2 separate regions of the Xenopus laevis genome follow, and region 2 is linked to region 1. Evidence: chromatin contacts called from public Hi-C data. All regions are on one chromosome and are shown on one strand. The core of a region is the stretch at or near the end of the contact, and the rest is flanking DNA. Distances in the headings are between cores, read along the strand shown. Region 1 has its middle 190 kb from the start of trnai-uau. Region 2 holds the start of zfp36l2.S (ZFP36 ring finger protein-like 2 S homeolog).

What was found. Hi-C and Micro-C count contacts between places; a contact is called where the count stands out from the background.
Region 2: a contact with region 1 is called in a Hi-C map of the XTC cell line, with 4 times the contacts expected there. The contact joins the promoter of zfp36l2.S here to the enhancer-like site in region 1. A contact is called at or near these places in 2 of 4 Hi-C or Micro-C datasets (the XL177 cell line and the XTC cell line).

What each region holds. Positions count from the first base shown.
Region 1 is chr5S:19,730,607-19,736,701 of Xenopus_laevis_v10.1, forward strand. No RefSeq gene overlaps it. Among protein-coding and RNA genes, the nearest start is that of trnai-uau, 190 kb to the left of the region's middle. Within about 2 kb of position 2,620, at least 1 of the 7 cell types and tissues checked has an H3K27ac peak or open chromatin away from gene starts, as enhancers often do.
Region 2 is chr5S:20,132,813-20,138,907 of Xenopus_laevis_v10.1, forward strand. zfp36l2.S (ZFP36 ring finger protein-like 2 S homeolog) reads right to left here and starts at 2,490. Exons shown (of 2, transcript NM_001087141.1): 1 at 2,231-2,490. The coding sequence starts at 2,281.

The DNA of each region.
Region 1 (6,095 bases), core at 1,370-3,869:
TCTACAGGTGATTACTCATCAATCCCAGCACCTGTCCTGTCTTTTCCTACCTCGGTGAACACAGCCCCTGTTATTCTCCCTGTTTGCGCTATCTTATAAAAGATTCTAGAAGGTATATACCTCCCTTATTAGAATCTCCCAATCCACTGTGCAACACCTGATGGGAAAGTGGGTCATTGGCTGTACTGCAATATATAGCTGTACTGCCAATGCTCTTCTAAATTTAAGTTTAGAGATTTATATATCCTGAAAGGAAAATAAAGGGCTTAAAATGCCTTGTGTTGTATTTTTTGATATTTATATAGCACCGGCACATTTATGGAGATTACAGTATGTACCATTCACTGCCTTAGTGGATCTTACAACCTAAGATCCCTATCACATTTACACACAGTATGGTCAATTTTATCACGCAATAACCTTGCTGTTTTTGGAGTGTGGGAGGAAAACTTTGCAGACACGAAGAGAGCATCCAAACAGTACTACCCACCATGCTGCCCTAGTGCTTTACCAGGCACCTACCCAACTTACCACTATATAGCTACCGCCATGCAAGACCCTTGTTTGGACACAATCACATAGTTCAAAGCCACAGTAAAGGGATTATGCCATGATTTTTTATGGTGTAGCTTTTATTTCTAATTTACACTGTTTACACTGCAAATAATTCACTTTCCCATGTAAAATTTCATTCTTAACCCAACACGTGTAGTTTTTTTAGTTATAATATTGGTGTGTAGGTGCATCTCAGGTCATTTTGCCTGGTCATGTGCTTTCAGAAAGAGCCAGTGCTGCACTACGAAACTGCTTTCTGACAGGCTGTTGTTTCTCCTGCTCAATGTGGGACATGATCACAATGGGACATGGATTTTTACTATTGAGTGCTGTTCTAATATCTAACGGAGCTGTTATCTGGTTACCTTCCCATTGTTTTGCTGATGGGCTGCTGGGTGCGGAGTTGGTATCATTCCAACTTGCAGTCCAGCAGTAAAGAGTGACTCAAGTTTATTAGACCACAAGTCGCATGACTGGGGGCACCTGGGAAACTGACATTATGCTAGCCCTATGTCAGATTTCAAAATGAAATATTAAAAAATCTGTTTACTCTTTTGAAAAACGGATTTCAGTGCAGTGGGGCAGCACTATTAACTGATGCAGTTTGGAAAAAAAAACATGTTTACCTATGGCAGTATCCCTTTAAGCATTCATTTGGACCCAATGTTAAAATAAGATCTGTTAATTCCATATAGGTTGCTCATCTTAAATCTGCAGCACCATAATGTAAAATAAACATTAAGTATCCCCTGCTAATCATATTATACAGAAACCTCCCTCCAGTTGATTAGCTGGTAGATTGGCGGCATCAGAAATGTTTTGTGCAAGGGAAACGTCTGACACATCTCTTTCTAAATTTCCTGTTTTGGCAAAAACAATGAGCTGCCTTATCTGTGGCTAAATGCTTGTAGATGATTCATATATGTTGCAAGCTATCAAACTGCAGTTCTTGCTGGAACTAAAATGATCCCCTTATATATTTATACATAGTTATCATATCACCCCTTAAGCGCCTCTTCTCCAGCGTGAACAACCTTGTGCTGCAGCACTTGAGTCACAACAGGAGGCAGGAGGAAGGCAACTATACGGAAGTTCATGGAGAACATTTTGATTTCAGCCTAAAAATCCCATAATTTCCCATAAAGCAGTATTTGCATCCAATTAACCAAGTCCTATTGACTAAACCTTCTGTGGGAACCTTGGAGTTAGCACAAGGGACAGGGTGGTGATAGCCAGGGTTCCTCAGCATTAATTAGCCCAGTGTTGCACCATTCATCAGAAGAGGACACATTGGAAAGTCTGTGGGAATGCACGAGAATGTTCCTTAATGAATTACGGCTCTATCACTTCCATATTAGAGCACCCATACTTGCAGATGCAATTACTAGTGATGCGAATTTGTGCTGAATTTACGTGTTTTGTTGCAACCGAATGAATTAGCATAACCGTGGCAACGATTCGGCAACGAAAAATCAGCCACACCCAAAAATTATTTTTTTATGCGCGTCAAAATTGTCACACGCCTAAAATTGTCGTGCGTCAAAATTATTTGGACGCCCATTGACTTCAATGCCTTTTGCAAATTTTGCGGCACAGATTCGCCCATTACTTTTAGTGCTATTAATGCATCTTATGCTTTAACAAAGACAAGCCATCATGACTGCTACTTGATTCGGTGTTCCTGGCTTGTAAGAAAAAAAGATAATGAATGGGAAATGTTGTCTGCCAAAAAGATTTCTATAGCAAATAAAGTAGTCTTTGTCCATAGCAGAACACGCACTTACTGACTCTTTCCGAGGTTCATTGAAGCTGCGGTGATATTTTGAGCCCTCGCTGATGAAATATTGGACAATTTAGCTGATCTATAAGAATGTCCATCTGCACCAGAGGTCAAATCTGTATGTTTTTAATGGATGCTGGGTTCCATCACACAGGACTATTAATCTGTACTAATACTCTCCCAGGCTCCATTGAAATCAGGCTGCAGAGTTGCCATTCTTCTCCCCGAATCTCAAACCAAAGCCTTCATTGTTTAGGATTCCTTTACCCTGCAGGCTGACCTCAGATATCCTCTTGTGTTCTTCCCTGCCATGTTACTCACACTGCCCACTTACTCATTCATATGGTAACCACACAGAATGGGCTCCACATTAATTGAGTAATTTTGCTGGTTTCACAGAGAGGTTTGAAGTTCTCATTCAGGACAATTGGAATAATTTTTTAACAGGGCTGAGAGCAGTGCCTGGAAGAAGCAACCATCAATAGCATGAGCTCTTTTAGACTTTTTTCCTCTTTATAAACACTGCAAGGCCAGGCCAAAACCACATCAGCAATTCTAATTTGCCCAGCAACAGATGGCAAATGACTCACAGGCTCCATAGATTCATTTCTATCAAATAGGAAGAAAATGCGCTCATTTAGAAAACAGTGCTTCCAACTCGAAAACCCCGCGCTCTTTCTGTTTTTCCCATGAAAAAAGATAATAATTCTGCTTAATCTGTAATCTCTGCACACTGTACAGTCAATATTTAGTATAATTGGAATATAAAGGTTTATTGGTGAAGTCAACAACGCTCAAAATCACACTTAAGTTATCAAACATTTTATTACCTTCAATGAAGCATTTTCTCCCAGAAATCCAGTATTGGGTGCCAGATAAGTAACATACACAGCAACTGGCACATGATTTACCAATAGAGACCAGCATTTGTTTTTTAGTTGGTTGTGGGTGTGGGCATTATATACACAGGGAGCTTTGTACTGGAATCCCTCCTCAAGGTAGGTATTACATACAGGGTTACCATGTGTCCATGTGCACCTTAGTAAAACAAGTATATTAGAAGCATATCTATATCTATATATATATATATGCACCAGTTTGGGGGCATGACCCCTCAACAGGTGCTCCCCTTCATCTGTGATCAAGCAGTTTGACTAGGCTTGGGCGAATTTGACCTGTTTCGCTTCGCCAAAAATTAGCCGCCAGCAAACTGTAGCTGACGCACGTTAAAGTCAATGGTCATCGGAATTATTTTGACGCACGACGATATTATTTTGACGCGTGTCTTTTTTTTTTGACGCACAACGCCATTCAAGTCTATGGGCGTCATTTTCGTGGCGAAACAAGGCGAAAAAGTTCGCCCATCCCTAAGTTTGACCAAATGTGACCATGCTGCCCAACTATCTTGGCATATATAGGGCTGCCAAATGAATGGGACAACAGAACAGCGGCCACACTTTTGTATGTTTGGTGTTAAAGGCAATAAGAGATAAGTTAAGGGATGAGTGAGTAGTGGGGGACTAGGAGTAGTATGTGCCTAGCACCCCCACTATCACCGTTATGCCCTGAGAACATGCCTCTTTTTCCTAACTCTAGTTCTAGCCCTGCCCATACCTAATGAAGAAATCAGTACAAAAAACACGATTTATTTTATTTTAACAGGCCATCTTATTGCAGCCAGTCACGTAGCTCCTGAACCTGCCCTGTTGTCTCACTTGAATGCAAATAAGTAGGTAGTGCCAGTAGTTGGTTCTTCGGTTTATAAAAGCATTTTCAAGCAGAAAAGTGCCAGTGCTGTTACTATTAGGCATTTGATCGTTCAGGTGCAAGTAGAATTAACAGGGGTGGTTTCTGATCTTCTACCTGCAGAAAAAAAACTTAACTTAAAAGCAGGCCCCAATAGTCCTTATTATGTGCAGAACACTACTCGTCTTCATTCTTGGTAGGTGGCGTATTCCACAATATTAAGTTCATTATCCAGGTCAGGTCAGTGGTCCCCATAATTGGGTCCACTGGTTTGTCACATGACCCACGCTACACTCATGGAAAGCTAGCATATCATAGGTGATCTGTAGTGTAGTGATATGGAGTGACTACACCACCAACTGCATATTGTCTGGTTGCATGTTGGTTGGCAAATCTTCTGGATTCATTTAAACAGCTAAACACCAATAAGTTAACACCAATAATCTTTAGTATAAATGCTTTAAATATGTAGAATGTGCATTTGAGTCTTCATGTGTGTAGTGTTGTGAAACAAAAAAATCAACATTTTGGTATTCAAGTGTTTAATTACTTATGCCTGGTGTTTGGTTATTCAATTACAATGTTCCAGCTCTTGCATCATTAGCCTTAGGGGTTTGGCTGACAAAGCTGAAGAACATTTGTGGACTCAGCAACAAACAAGAGAAATCATTCTACAAAAATTCCCAAGACCATTTAGAAATGTATCTTTTTATTTTTGTCCTTTTTTATATATATATTCAAGATTAGATACTGAAGAGCTTTATTGATCATTCTCTCGTTAAATTCAAATATTTAAAGGGCCATTCCTCTAGTTCTCATTGCCCGTTATAGGTTGTTCCTGGTGCCTTTAGCTGTTGCTATTCTGATTCTGTACTTGATTCTGACTACCTGTTGTGACCCCTGCCTGTTAATGACGATTCTGACCTCTGTACCCTGATCCATTGCCTGAATTTCGACTACCTCTTCTGCCGTATCCCTCTGATTGATCTCTCGGTTTTGACCCTTGCCTGCCTGACCTCGCTTTGAACGCTGCCTGCCCAGACCTGGCCTGAATTGTTTACGCTGACTTTCTGCCTGCCTCAACCTGGCCTGATCTGACTACTCTATTGCCTAACGCCTTGTACTACGACCTTCTGTCCAAAGACTTTGAACTTTGCTTTGCTCTAAAGTCGTGCCCCTCTGCCTATCCAGAAGCCTCATCTTCCACCTCTCGTTTAAGTCCAGGTGGCATCCAAGTAAGCCGAGGGCTCCTCCGGAGGCCCAAACTACTGGTGAAGCACGAAGCGAGACCAGGGTGCCTGGTGTTTGTTCTGGTGTTGGGTGCCGACCGTTACAGAACAGAAAGGGAATACTTACGTAATCATGAGACCTCACTTCTGGAACAGATCCATTAAGGTCCACCTGGGCTCATTGTATCAGTTCACATACTCCATACCCTTCTGAACTGACCTTAACATGGTGGATGTTTTATAAGATTTTTAAAAGCAAACAATATCCTTTTATTTTGTCCTCTCATGCTAAGTACCGCAAACTCTTCATCATTTCAGTTTGCCAATTAAAAGAACATGGTGATTCATCCTTTCCCAAGCTTAGCAGTGATGAACTCAAATTGTTGGCCTTGCTGTTTCAGTACAATTAATAACTACATTATGAGAAACATCCTTTCTAAAACCATAGGTTTGGAGCCTGTGAATTGCTAAACAATGATCTTTCAACCATGCTTTGTTTCACAGAAATTGGAGGCTTGGCATCATATAATGACAACAGTCATCGCTAATGAAAAACAGCCATTTCCCGTAGTAAACTGACCCCCTCTCTTATTATAAATCAGCGCTTAATAAAGGCTTTTCACATTTTTAATTACAATTTGCAAATTAAGTATGTGCGCATAAATCAGGGGTATAATTAAAAACTTAAAAAGGCTTCAAGAATGATCAACTAACCATGGATTTGCCCTAAAAAATAGTTTTTATTTTCCTAACTTTTCCATTCTTTATTTATTCAATTTTAATTA
Region 2 (6,095 bases), core at 1,240-3,739, 400 kb after region 1:
ACTTTCCCTACAATAACACCCTAGCATGCATCTACTGAAGAACCCACTAAATGTGTGACTGTTGCCCAAAATATAAGTTCTCTAACATATGCTAGAACTCGGAGCCTACACTACACTTCCACCAGCCAGTGCCCCAGTATGCATCTTCTAACCCCCCCCCCCCCAATAAAAGAACAGCAACTACTTAGTATGTATGCACACATACTGGGTACTCAGTATGTATTTTCATATTTTCACACCACCTGACAGATCAAAAGCAAGTTGGTACCCAATATTCTGCTGCAAAAAGCCCCTCAGATAGCATGCAAATGATAACACGCCCCAAAACACCACACAATGGAAAACAAATAACGCATTAGCTTGCAACTTTACAACTCACAAACTTCCAGCAGGGCACAAACAAAAATACAGGACAGGAAAGGTGGAGCTCCAAAATAGACATCCTAGTATCCACATGGGGAAAGATGACCCCAAAGGGAAGGAGATCTCTTCCAATTTCAACCATGGGCTACAGGTCTACTTCTGAGACTCCCAATAAGTCACCTCTAAAGATTTAGCTATAAGGCACCCCAAACACTCTACCAAGCGTGTTTGAAATATGTCAACAGTCATACAAATAAAGCTGCAAACTCCGTTGAAGAAGCACCAAAAGCTGTCCCTCCCACACCATTCAACATTGTCCTGCTAGAGGGAAGCCATAATGCTCACACAGCAGTGCAACTCCATTTCAAACAGACCACCCCATTTGTAATGCAGATAAACTTTCCACACACTTACATGACAAAGGGAGAGGGGGGTGCAAAAAAAAAAAAAAAAAAAAAAAAAAAAAAACTGTACGTAACGTTATGGAAACTAGTGTGGATGCGAAACCCACCAAGTAAGCTGCACAATGCAACCCCAGCTATAATGCAAAGCAGAGCTGAATATTCAACATGTAGTACCGAAACTACTAGGGGCCCCAATAAAGAGGAAAGACTGCAGCCCCATCTCAATCTAATGCAAGTCACCTCCCCCCACGCCAGTAAAAGGTAACTAAGCAGACAGCAGGCTCTGGCACTGCCACCCAGCACATGGCAACTGCACTCCAAGGAGCCTCCTAACTCAAGCAACAAACCACAGAGGCGTCTCCTACCCATACTGCCTTGCAACAGGAGTGTAGACTATAGCGCCAGAGACACTGCTACTAAACAGAATGCTGCAACAACTTCAAGCACTGCAAACACAAGTGAGCCCCATATCTCACTGCAAAAGAAAAAAAACCCACAGCACAGGGAGCATCAAGAGCCTAGGGCCACTAACCCTGCACAAGCAGGGAACCCCAAGAACCCAGGGGCCACTAACCCTGCAAAGGGAACCCCAAGAACCCAGGGGCCACTAACCCTGCAAAGGGAGCCCCAAGAACCCAAGGGCCACTAACCTTGCACAGGGAGCTCCAAGAGCCCGGGGCTACTAACCCTGCACAGGGAGCTCCAAGAGCTCGGGGCCACTAATCCTGCACATGGAGCCCCAAGAGCCCCGGGGCCACTAACCCTGCAGAGGGAGCCCCAAGAGCCCGGAACACTAACCCTGCACAGGGAGCTCCAAGAGACCAGGGCCACTAACCCTGCACAGGGAGCCCCAAGAGCAAGGGACCACTTACCTTGCACGGGGAGACCCAACAGCCTGGGCCATTAACCCTACACAGGGAGCCACTAACCCTACACAGGAAGCCCCAAGAGCCCATGGCCACTAGCCCTGTGATAAAACTGCTTTAAATCAACTAGAGGGGAAAAAAAAGTACCAACTGGGGGCAATAAAATAAAGGGGCCCCAACACTGTGCAGTGTGGAGTAGAGGAACCTATTTCCAAGAGCAAGAGGCCCACAAACTCAACTCAAAAGAAGTTGCAGAGCACAAGAGTCTAGTCTGTGGGGCTTCATAGCAGGGGGACCCCAGTTTGGTGCAAGACTCCTGCTGGGAAGAGAAACCCCGCCCTAGGGCTTTAGCCTCCAGTGCAAGTGAGGAGAGAGGGACAGGGAGTAGACTCAGGGCACGGGAAAAGCAGCAACCACCGACAGCGGAGTCCATTCTAACAGAACAAGTCTCTCAACTAAACTACAACTCCCATAAGCCCCTTCGAACAGCTGGAGAGCCACAGATTCGAGTTGAGAAGCCGCAGACAATTCCCACACAGTTAACACTAGGCTAAAACATTTCCCCATCCCAAGTCGAGGCCAAAAGCAGGAACGTACCTTGTACAACAGGTCAATGTCGTAGAAGGCGGATAAAAGGGTCGCAGACATTTCCAGATCCAGTTTGGAGGTTTCTCGGCGCGTCCCCCGGAGGAGCGGCAAATCCCTCGTGCTTGAGAGGCTTTGGAATAGCCACGACTGAAGTCACAGGGGGGAAGGATGGTAAATGGACTGGTCCGTTTAATGGGGAATATTCCACCAGCGGCCCAGGCAGGGGGGAGGAGTGGGAAAGGCTGGTTGGTTAATATAAGTGCAAGTGTGAGCTGACGGACTAGAACTCCCCGGACAGCATGCAGCGCTCCACTATATAAACTAGCAGAAGGGAGCGGGGAGGAGGAGCCAGAGCCGTGACCCAGCCGCTCTCTGTGAGGCTAAGCACTTCCCCTTGGCGTCACCGCCTCCTCGTTTCCTATTGGGTGCCGCCAATTTCCTTCTGGAGGACCCGACTGACTTTCTCTCTCTTCTACACAGTCACACTGTGACACGACACCGTGCGCTCTAGTTATCTGCGGTTCTGCGCGTTATAGAATTGAGCCGCCTGTTCGATGCCTTATTTATGCACGCGTATATAGCCAGGGATCCATAACGATATGTTGAAAAATCACTGATCTTTTTATACTGAACAATTACGTGCTCAGTGAGGGGAAAACTTTACTTGAAAGATTCGTTTTGCTTGAGACGCGTGTTTTGAGTTTCTGCTAAATAATTACCTCACGGTTCGGGTGTGAGGCGGTTTTCACGTGGTGTATCATTTCTAATTTGCAGCAATGGCTGCACTGCGCCAGTCCCTTTAGAATATAATCGATCTTCTATGCCTGTGGGACTGTTACATTTATTGTCTGGGCATTGCCAGTGTCCTAAAGCTAAACAAGAAGAGCATTATAAGATTCCTGCTAATCCCAAGTGCAGCACATCAAGCTCAATGTAACGTTTACCTGTGGTGAAAGAACCAAGATTGCGACCTGTGACTGGCGTTGCCACCTTTTCTGGAAAAAAAAAAAATACCGGCTTTCTCACATATTTATCTTTATTTCCTATTAATAACATTGGGATCAACCATCATTTTTACCGGTCAGGTGGCAACCCTACCTGTGACTGAAAATCAGAACTACTGATAGGGATACATGATACAATTCCTGGAAATGTAGTGCGCTTGAGTGGCTGTGATTGAACTGCAGCTTCCAGCAGCTCACGGTCAAAAACCCAGCAGATACAGATTTGGCTGTGTGAGCCCGTTGCTTTATGTATTTCTAAAAGGCGTTATGTGCACGGTCGTCTAATCCGTTCATATAAAGCACCAGTTCCATTGCATAACCTTTGTCTGCGAGCCCCTTATTTGTTAGAATTTTGTAAAGCGCCACATAGCTTCTGAGCACGATGTAAATTAAGGACAGTGTTGCAATTCCTCCCCTTTGCAAATCGGGAGAAACTGGAGGGCCATAGATTAGATGTTCATGTTGTATCTAAATCCATGTACAGTGCAATGCTGCAGAAGATCAGAGTTGCTTAGTGCAGGTTGAGTCGTTCACGTATAACAGAAGTGAGCACAGGATCAGCGAGAAATTCAGGGGGTTAAATATTAGTGCTCATACTTATAACACACTGGCATATGTGCTGGAGTTTGGGCTGTCACTTTTCCCACAACACTTGTTCCCTCACTTTGATGACTGCCTTCTGGAGTGAGGAATCCACAGCCCCACTGCTTGTTGTTTTCTGCTTCCCATAGATCTCTCACTCCAGGGGCACTGACAGCAGGGTGTCTCAGTGAGGGAAACTTGACCACCCTTCCCTTCTTTCCTGTTTATTTCCTCTCCTCCCTTGTCTGTGTGCTAGAAAAATGCTCTGGAAACGAGGCGGAAACTTTTTTTTTCTTTTGGCAGTCTGGCCTTCCAGAGATCCTGAACTGACAGCGCAGCAATACAGTTACAGGATTAACCCTCCATATGACAGCGGATTATGGAATTCTTTTGTGCTTAGAAAGTTCCAGTCCAAGTGTGCAACACAGACCCTGTTTTTGAGTTCCAGTTAAATGTACATTTTGCTAAAGAAGCCAGAATAAAGTAGAAATTTTACAAAGCAGATTGTCGTAAAATCTATTCATCATACAGATAAGTCAAACATAGCAAGAAGTAAATTGAGCTGGCCTAGACCGTCTTGGATGAGCCCCTAGATTACAGAAATCTACAGCAGGCAGTGAAACAGTCCATGCAGATTTGCAAAGTTTAAAGCCTAGCACCACCACTAGTAAATAAGGCTGTGCTGGGCCAGGGCTCTTGTGTCAAAGGACAAGAAGTTGGCTTGTTAATCATATCACAAGACCTTGAACGTCTGCCAGATCCCTGGGAACGAGTCAACGCAGCCACATAGTGAAGGCATTAGATAAAACAGAGATGAGAAAGACTGAGTGCAGGCTAAATAAAGGGTGCAACCGCATATGCAAACCTATCGCATATGCAAACCTATCTCGTAGCATGCCAAAGCTAGGCCCTGAAGCCTGTAAATACAGGCAAACTTTACAGACATCCCCACTTTTACAGCAGCCTGTTTTTCTGAAAAAAACCTTTTGAGCAGTAAAGGCAAGCATGGGAGCGTAAATTTTACTATGCTGTTTGCTGACTTGAAAAACCTTACCTAGTTTATTTGTTAACAAGGCAATTTTTAACCAAAGTTGCAATATCCAAAACACAGGACTTTGTTCTTTTTCAGTATACACGTTGAACATTGGGTGAACATATTTGGATAAATATAGCACTTGGGTGTTTTTTGTCTAAAGTGCAGAACTCTAGTGTTTTTTTTGTATCAGGGCAGTACTTGTGTGTTTTGTAGATGTGCAGAACTGTGTGTTCTGTGTGTTCATTTTTTGTATAAGTGCAGATCTTTGTTCTTTATGGTATAAATACAGAACTTTGTTTATTGTATAAGATCAGTAATTTGTATTCTTTGTAGTATATGTCCAGAACTTGTGTTTGTTTTTGTATAAGCATTTTTGTGTGTAGGTGTAGAACTATATTCATTTTGTGTAAGTGCAACACTGTGTATAACTGGTTCCACAGTAGTATTATTCAAGTTTATTATCCAACCACTGTGTTTACAACTGGGATCTTAGCTTGCCCCAGCTGATTCATTTTGCCTTTTACTGTAAAATATAACTTGCAATGTCACCTTTAGCAACCAACCCTGGGATGAGCCACATACTGCTGCATTATTAAGCCTTGCCTTTCAGATAAGAAAATATGATCACCACTGTTCCTTGTTTCTGGCACACATTGCGCAATCTACACTAAACACAAGGCAAGGCACAATCAACAAAGGCTCGCGTTGCATCGTTTTTTTGTTACAGAGCAAAGCATGTACACTTCCTGCAGAGTGACAAAACTGTGGCACCAGACAGTGAATGTTTAACACACTTGCAGCTGTTGTTGAACAACAGCAACTAGCAGTGGCAGCAGCTGAAGGCTGAGGAGTCCTAGTTCACCAGAAGCTGGATAGTCTCATTTTGAAAACTCCTCAACCAAAAACAAGGTGGCAAATATCCTCCCTTTCAGCAGAGGAGTTAACAGCAAAGCACTCTCATTCCACATAGCAATATCTCCGAGGCTGGTTCTTCCTGTGGCTAGCTGCACTGCACACTGTGTGTCTGGGAGTCACAGGCTCTGCATGTCAGCTTGACCACGTAGCAGGAAGTCACAGCCTCAGCTTTTAACTCTGTGCACTGCTAGGGACATTAAAAGGCTCTACAGATAGCATGTGCAGGGGAGGGGGTTGCCCAGATGGCACAACCGTTTCTTTTTCTATTTAAAGGTATTTCAGGATTTGCATATTTACATGTAGTAACAGTAAAGCCCTTAAGTTAGAAGTTCCTGTG